3 separate regions of the Mus musculus genome follow, and regions 1 and 3 are each linked to region 2. A link is a contact called in public HiChIP or PLAC-seq data. All regions are on one chromosome and are shown on one strand. The core of a region is the stretch at or near the end of the contact, and the rest is flanking DNA. Distances in the headings are between cores, read along the strand shown.

Region 1 (2,700 bases), core at 120-2,619, 370 kb after region 2:
GGACTGGAAGTTCTTATTCTGGGACCTGGAGTCACCTTCCCTGGGGAGATGCCTCTTCACCACAGATAGCCAACAACAACAAAGGGGTAATCTCATCCAAGTCCAGTTTGGTGCAAAGAACCCAGTGGGTTCTTTTTAAGAGACAAGCATAAATGAAGGGTTAGTTACAGAAGTGTGGGTGACCCTCCCAAAAGTTCTGTCATAACAAAGCCCCGCCCAGTCATAGATGGCAACCTCATGGAAGCTGCAGCACGGTGGTCCCTTTCAGTTAACTGGCTAGCTTCTTGTAATCTAACATCTCCCATAGATCACTTGCAGGTGATGGTGTCTTGATTCCCCTCTCCCGTAGGGAATGCCAGTATCTCCTTGACCATAGCCATAGACTTGAGTAGCACTGTATTATTCTGCTGTGGTCGCCATGGCTCCTGGGGGGTTAGGGTGGGGGCAAAGTCCAAGATGGCATCTGATAGGTTATTTCTAGCCGGGTGAAATGAGCCAATTCAAGGCAGATTAGATTATATTAAATGCACGTTTATGGGGGAAGTGCTTTTGGACAAGGTTCCAAGGACTGAGGCCAGGGAAGTCACCAGGCGGAGGGACAGGAGAGAGGAGGAAGAGAAAGAGAAAAAGGATGTGAGCGCAGAGAGAGAGAGAGGGAGAGAGAGAGAGAGAGAGAGAGAGAGAGAGAGAGGAAGGAGGAGGAGGAGAGGAGAGGACAGGAGAGGAGAGGAGAGGAGAGGAGAGGAGAGGAGAGGAGAGGAGAGGAGAGGAGAGGAGAGGAGAGGACAGGAGAGGACAGGAGAGGACAGGAGAGGAGAGGAGAGGAGAGGAGAGGAGAGGAGAGGAGAGGAGAGGAGAGGAGAGGAGACCAAATATCTGGATTATATAGGGAGAGTTCAGGGTTGAGGGCAGGGTATGCCAGGTAGGGACTGAGGGACTGAGAGATGCTGGGAGAACCTGGAGGCCAGATTTGCTTTGATATGTAAGACATGCACCTCAGTTCCTTGTCCCCAGGTCCAAAACCAAACAGCATTTTGTCATGAGAAAAAAAGTGAAACGTAACAGTTCTTCTCCTAAAATCGCAGGACGGTAACTGTGAAGGCGGCTTCAATCAGATAAGGTTATTTGGAGCTGGCATCAGGGAGTCAGGCCTGGCATCCTGAGTCAGGCCTGGTTCTCAGGTTGCCTCGGTTAACTCCTCTAAGCGTCTTTGCTTCCAGCTCCCCGCTCCCCAAAAGGCGCCAGTGGAACCATCTATAGGAAACTTCCAGAATGTTGTTCTATGAAGGCAATTTTACAGACTTGCTTTGGGTTCATTCCTTCCCAGCCCGCCTTTGCCACGCCTTCTCCTGGCTCCTCCTGCCCGCCCCTCCCCCCACCTGCTCACACTCTGTCCTAAGTTGGTGGACAAGGCCCTGGAGCCTGCTCCACCTGCCACTCAGGCCTGCCCAGGTAATCAGGGTCCCAGGTGAAGGGAGGTGCTTGGGCGACCCACCCCCACACTGGCCCTGGCTGCTAGAGCGGAACAGAACATCCCACGGGCTGCGTGCTCCTTCTCTGGAAGCTGGAAATCTGCAAGGTGTCAGAAGGGCGGTTCTCCGAAGGTTTTCCTCCCTGGCACGACTTCTTACTGCACTCTCCAGTGGCCCTTCCTCCTGAACCTCTCCCCAGCCCCCCTGCTGGCTCTCCTTCCTCTTAAACCGGAAGGAGCCCAACCTCAGTGCTTCAGTTAACTCACCTCCCTCAAGGTCTTGTCTCCAGTACAGCCATGTTCTCAGGTCCTCAGGACCCGAGGAATAAGAAGGCTCAGTTTCATCTGCATCTTAAGAGCCTCGCCACAGATCAGGGCAACTTAAAGGGCCAGCCCACTCCACAGCTCCCCAGTCACTGGGAGTCACTGGTCCTCTTTCTGCCTTCCCTCTCTCCTAGGTCAGTCCAGTGTTGCCTTCTGGTAGCTTCCTGAATCCTAAGGGTCACCTCAAGCCTCAGCTTCCTCCAGCTCACAGGGAACCAGGGCAGAGGCACAGGGCCTCTCTCTCTCTCTCTCTCTCTCTCTCTCTCTCTCTCTCTCTCTCTCTCTCTCTCCTGGGGAAAGAACACAATACCTCCACTATTTCCTCAAAATGAGCTGCTTCAGGAAGAGAGGCCAGCACGGAGCTGGGCAGGGGGGCACAGCCTGAAATCCTGAACTCAGCAGGCTGAGGTAGGAGGATGGTGAGTTCAAGGCTAGGTTTGGCTGTACGGCAAGAGCTGCTCTCAGAAAAATGAATGAATGAATGAATGAATGAATACAAAGAAGAAGAAAGAAAGACCAAACCAAACCAAACCAAAAAACCCAAAGTGACCAGAATGGAGGGTGACCAGGAGGGGTGGGACAGACAAAGCAGCCAGGAGACTTTTACCAGCTGCTTCGCCCACCCTTCAGTCTCACCTGTGGCTCTCTCTTAGGTTGGGGCTCAGAGCCGCAGATGCTACAGGAACAAGAGTTCCAAGCTCTGTACCTGTTTCTCTTGTTCCTGGGCCACATCTAACTCCCTTTCCAAGTTCTCAGGGCTTCAAATACTTGAACTTTTATCTTTACGGATTGGGACCTCACCTGCCTATCCTAGAAACGAAACAAAAATCACGTGAAGCGAGAGTCCAAAAACTAAAAATCTCTTTCTCTGGGGTCCAACACGGAGCAGATGAAGGTGTGAGCTG
Region 2 (2,700 bases), core at 19-2,518:
TTATACATTATTGATATATGATATTATATTTATATAATTCTAAACTGTCCTTATAAAATTTTATTTACATTTTTTAATACGAAATTTTAAAGTTTTGTAGAATAGTGAAAAATATCATCACTCTTTTTATACCTGACATTCTCAGTCTTTCCAGTTGTCCTCACCCTGACTAATTTATTGATAAAAATTTTATATTTACTTTCAGAGTTACAAGTATAAATATATTGTTTATCTCCCCCTTTTAAATACGTAAACATCATCACTTCTCACAGTATTTTTTTTTAAAGATTTATTTATTATTATATCTAAGTACACTGTAGCTGTCTTCAGATGCACCAGAAGAGGACTTCAGATCTCATTACAGGTGGTTCTGAGCCACCATATGGTTGCTGGGACTTGAACTCAGGACCTTCAGAAGAGCAGTCGGTGCTCTTAACCACTGAGCCATCTCTCCAGCCCCACTTCTCACAGTATTAATGTTAGAAATCATTTTGTTCAGCTCTGTTTGGAATTATGCAGGCTCCTACATGAAACACGAGCCTGCTGGGCTTCTCCCTCTGCCACCCTATGACGGAGGCATTGCTCCTGTGTGCAAGAACACACTGGAGGCAGACAGCTTAGCTACCTAGTCATGGACTGTTGATGCCATGAGCTACAGACAGTGCTGCAGGGGGACCTGGTCACCAAAGAATCGAGCAGCACTGGAGTCTTCAGAGAACAGAAGTGTTGCAAGGATTGTGTTGTACTGTTCGTGAGAGGCCTGACTGAAAATGTTTCCTTGGAAGTTGGGATTTTTTCCCAGCACCTTGGAGGCAGAGGCAGGCGGATTTCTGAGAGGACAGCCTGGTCTACAGAGTGAGTTCCAGGATAGCCAGGGCTACACAGAAAAACCCTGTCTCAAAAAAACCATTTAAAAAAAGTTGGGATTTTGTCTGTTGTGCTGTTGGTTGGTGCCCTTGCCTGCTGGAGGTTGCCTGTTTGAGGGCTTAGTTGTCTCTGACCGTGCTTAGGCTCATCCTCGGTAGATGTCTGTGTGTTTGATCAAATGGATCAAACCTTTTTTTATGACTCTGTGTTCAGGTTAAGAATGTTGTTTTATACTTAGAAATGAATGCGTGATCTCATGCTTTCTTCTAGAATGCTCGTGACTTCTTTCCCCCAGTCCATTGCTGCTGGTTCTCTGACTTCCTCTGCAAACCCTGTCTAGACACAGTGGCCCTTCCTAGTTCTTGCGAATTGCAGAGCATGCTTTTTTTCTGGGACTAGCAGCCTCAGCTTCCTCTTTCCAGGATAGGCTCATGTTTCAGCTCTGTCTACCCTCTTCTCAGAGCACCGTGTAGCTGGGTAGAATCCCTGCTTTCTCAGGTTACTGGAGTGACGTGTGTCCTACCAGACTATAGGTTCCTCCGGTCACTTAAAACTACCAGTGGTCTCTGGTTCTCCAGTTCCTCACAGCTTCACCTTCTGGTGAAGTGTAGAAGACTAAAAGCTACCTTGCTTTCTAAACATTTCCTCCTCTGTGTTCCTTGGTAAAGTGGAAACTTAGCTGATGCCTCTGTAACCTGGAACACGGAAGGAGGAGAGGACCTTACAGCCCTGGCTCAGAGACGTCTACAGACAGTTTTCTATTTTGTACTAGTCATAAAGATTGAATAGCATGTAAGGGGCAACTGTTCCTGTGAAGAGAATATGTGATATGTGTACTTTTGGGTTGGTTGAGATTTTTTAAGCACTTTTCAGAGCCCTTCCAATTTCTAATTAACTGGGGAAGATTAGATGAATCTTGCGTCTGAAAAAATATGGCTGTGTGGCATGTAGAGTGAGTTACTGAGGTCAAATGTTAACCCCCCAGGTTTCAGAAGGATCCAACCTGGTCAGAGACTGGAGACAGATACCTGTTGAAACTCTTTAGAGATCATCTTTTTCATCAGGTGACAGAAGCAGGTGCTCCCTGGATCGACCTCAGTCACATCATTTCTTGTCTTAACAAGGTACTTGTAAGGAAAAGAATCGTGTTTAATAGGTTCTTACTATGTCTGTGTGTGTGCGTGTGTGTGCACGTGTGTGTGTGTGTGTGTGTGTGTGTGTGTGTGTGTGTGTGTGCGTGCGTGTGCGTGCGTGCGCGCGCGCGCGCTCCTGCCCTGTGTGCACATACAAGGTCAGAGGACACTTTGGAGTTCCTCTGCTTTGTGCTGGTGTGTCATGCTTGGTGGCAAGCACTTGGGCCACTGGGAACTCACCTGCCTTGTAGATTTTTGAGATCACAGGATAGCTATTACAGCTTAAAGAGCCATCTTGTGTACAAGTGCTAGGATCCTGAAGAAGACAGGATGTATGTTTGCTGGACATTTTCTAAAGTGGGAATTTTTTGTCTGGGCACGGTGGCTCATGCCTTTAATCCCAACACTCAGAAGCAAAAGCAGGAGCGTCTACAGCAGTGTTCTCAACCCTCCTCATGCTGTGACCCTTTAATGCCGTTGCTCGTGTTGTGGGGACTATAACGTTGCTACTGTTATGAATTGTAATGTAAATATTTGATATGCAGGATATTTAATATGTGATTCTTAAGTGACTCAAAGGGATATCTGATCTGTGACCCAAAGGGGTTTTGACCCACAGGTTGAGAACTGCTGATGTAGAGTTTTCATATGCGAACCTTTTAATGTGATAAAGCATCATAAGATGACCATGGTCCTTCTT
Region 3 (2,700 bases), core at 58-2,557, 350 kb after region 2:
GTTATTCAAGAGACCAAGGAAGAGTGGGTGAGATTGTAGTGAGATTTCCTAAGGATAAAAGAGTTGGTCCCACAAGGTGGGTGGGGATTGGGGACAGGAGTGGAGGTGCCTTAGAGAGTTAGAAAGAGCCAGATTAAAGGTGTCAAGAGGAACTATTAACCGAAATAGGAACAGAGAGAAGGTGGCTTAATTTCAGTGTGTGTGTGTGTGTGTGTGTGTGTGTGTGTGTGTGTGTGTGGTCACACCTTGGAGAGCCTCTTTGGTTTGGAACCTGTTTCCATTCCCTGTGACTCCAGGATGGGAGGTTTTAATTTTAATTTCTTACCTCCCGGAATGCAAAGATGGAGCTGCTTTTGTTTTGGTCACACTCAGAGCCATTGCTATTGGAAGCAAAGGTGTAGTTACCGGTTTCCTCCCAGATCCTCCGGTACACGTACTGCGCTGTCAGCGGGATGGTCAGAGTCATAGCAAACGCGTTCAGGAGAATGGCGGGCTCTATGAATGAAATCTTCATATTGCTCAAGTGGGCAGATCGAGTCTATTGCAGAGCGGGAAGCGGGAGGAGAGAAACGGGGCGAGTGTGGGGGGGGGGGATAGAAATCATCAGTTGATTTTTTATCCCAGAGGCTAAATTCTCAAAAGTGGGGAAGTTGGAACAATGTGTCATAAACAAACATTAGCAAGCAAAAAGAGTTCCAGATTTCTGAGAGAGTGCCCTTGCCGGGAGAGGGTACCCTAGTTCTCTCCGAGGAGCAGGGACTAAGTCAACCTCCGCCCCCGACTCCGCTTAGCTAATGCTCACAGTGCTGAGCAGAACAGCACCGGCCGGTTCCCATAAGGTAAACAATGAAGTTACCCGGGGACCCGGAGGTTATGTAATTACTATTATTTTGGCTGCAGGTTAAGGGCCTTGTAAAAAGCAGCTCCCGATCGGAAGGGGAGTTTAGTTTCTGTTTTCGTTTTTAAAACTCACCCCACGGTTACAGTTTTCCTGCTAGGCTAGGCACAGGTGGGACCGTAGTCGGGACTGTGTTCTCCGTTACCCAGTGCGGGGCGTAGCGCCCCCGGGTTTTCAGCACGGTTCGCCAGCTGGGAAGAGCCAAAGGAAGGGGCAGCGAGGTGGAGCTAGACCGCAACAGGGGGACGTCCCTTGGGACGGGACACTCGAGCCCTGTTAGAAGGCAAAGAGAAATAAGCGCACCTCCCGGACTCTGTTGGCCCTGGACTCAGTCCCCGCCGCTCCCCGCGCCGCCGCACTCTTGGTCTTTGGGCCCTAGTGGTGACTCGGCCGCCGAGCATCATCACTCTGCCAAGAGCTGGCAATCTTCGGCCGGAGCTGTCACCCGCTTCCCTAGCTCGCTTGTGATTGGGTATGGCGGCCGGCGCCCCCGTAGCGATTGGTCTAGCGCAGTGTCATTCTCTTGCACCCGCCCCCGAAGGTTCAGCGGCTGAATCTCCCCGAGTTGCTGGGCAAGTTGGGTGATCCCGGCAGCTCTGCGAAGGTTCTGCTAAGCGTATCTGGATAGGATTATTGGTTTTCGCTGAAGCGCCGTGGAGTCATAGGTATCTGGATCGAGAGTTCGAGACTAGCCCAACGATATAACAAGACTCCTGTCCAAAGCAGATAATGATAATAATAATAATGATAATAATGATGATAATAATAAGTGGTTGGAAACGTCATACGCTAGGGTTGCAGTTCACTGCAGCATTCCGGTGGACCCAGCAAGCGTCTGCACAAGCAATGTGAGAGAGAAGACACTGAAAGTTCATGAGAGGAGAAGAGTTCCGAGTAGGGGAGTTGTTGGCCTTGGGAAAATTTAAACGAAATATTCACTACATTTTACGTAGTCATTTATTTTATGTGTATGCCCACGCCGAGCAGAGGTCAGAAAATGGTGCTAGAATTTGTGTTACAGGCAGTTGTGAGCTGCCCTGAGAGCGTAGAAACGGAACCCAGAGCAGTAAGTGTTCTTCATTAGTGAGCTTCTCTCCAGCCACCCCTGCTGAGTTGCGGGGGAGGGGATTGTTAAATCTCTCTGAAAGTCGGCTCTTTCTCTGTTGAGAAGATGTAAGTAAGTCTCACAAAGCCATGGCAACACCCTAGACAGTAGGACCGCCGCTAATGGCCGCCAACGCGCACAGCTGGAGCACACCTGCAGCTGATAGGGGGTTACTTCCTGAGGAAGAGAAGCAAGCTGAGAGTTCTGTGATTTGGGGACCCGTCCAAAAAAGGAAGACCTTAGGCTGGAGTGGTTGCGTCAGGAAGTGGGGGACAATCCTGCAAATGCGCCTCTTACTCTTATCTAGAGATCAAGGTCAGATGTGGGCCAGAGCCTTATTGATAAAGGAGTAACACTCCAGACTATGGGCTATTTTTGCCCAGATGAGAGTACTGGTGCAATGCTCCTAACCACTGAACCACCCTCTCTCGAGGCAGATCTGGAACAGCTTCAGAGTGGGAAGGGCGGCTAAAGGAGCTGACTAGCAGAAAAGGATATTCTGTACTGGAGAGAAGGCGATCTGATGACTCTAGATAGCCACAGAGAGAATTGAGGAAGTAACTCTCAACATCGCACTCTTGACAGTTTCACAGCACTGTACAATCTTCATATGCCTAAAATAACAAACATTGCTGCTAGCTGATCTACAGAGTTTGATTGATTTCCAACCTCTTGTTGACAATTTTTCTTCTTCTTC

What was found. HiChIP or PLAC-seq counts read pairs in DNA pulled down with a chosen protein or histone mark.
Region 1: an H3K27ac HiChIP or PLAC-seq map of microglia shows a contact between it and region 2, with 6 times the contacts expected there. The contact joins two enhancer-like sites. A contact is called at or near these places in 1 of 484 Hi-C or Micro-C datasets (liver), 2 of 115 datasets of contacts at active chromatin or transcription factors (acute myeloid leukemia and microglia) and 1 of 9 other capture datasets (liver).
Region 3: a contact with region 2 is called in an H3K27ac HiChIP or PLAC-seq map of microglia, with 6 times the contacts expected there. The contact joins the promoter of Slc46a3 here to the enhancer-like site in region 2. A contact is called at or near these places in 2 of 39 promoter capture datasets (hippocampal neurons and liver), 1 of 484 Hi-C or Micro-C datasets (liver), 2 of 115 datasets of contacts at active chromatin or transcription factors (extraembryonic endoderm stem cells and microglia) and 2 of 9 other capture datasets (adipose tissue and liver).

What each region holds. Positions count from the first base shown.
Region 1 is chr5:147,912,007-147,914,706 of GRCm38.p6, forward strand. No RefSeq gene overlaps it. Among named protein-coding and RNA genes, the nearest start is that of Gm46943, 4.7 kb to the right of the region's middle. Within about 2 kb of position 1,370, at least 25 of the 459 cell types and tissues checked have an H3K27ac peak or open chromatin away from gene starts, as enhancers often do. A contact at or near this core is called in microglia, where this site is marked.
Region 2 is chr5:147,541,218-147,543,917 of GRCm38.p6, forward strand. Pan3 (PAN3 poly(A) specific ribonuclease subunit) reads left to right here. Exons shown (of 19, transcript NM_028291.5): 17 at 1,853-1,991. Among named protein-coding and RNA genes, the nearest start is that of Pan3, 110 kb to the left of the region's middle. Within about 2 kb of position 1,269, at least 35 of the 459 cell types and tissues checked have an H3K27ac peak or open chromatin away from gene starts, as enhancers often do. A contact at or near this core is called in liver and microglia, where this site is marked.
Region 3 is chr5:147,893,508-147,896,207 of GRCm38.p6, forward strand. Slc46a3 (solute carrier family 46, member 3) reads right to left here and starts at 1,308. Exons shown (of 6, transcript NM_027872.4): 1 at 974-1,308; 2 at 326-538. The coding sequence starts at 514.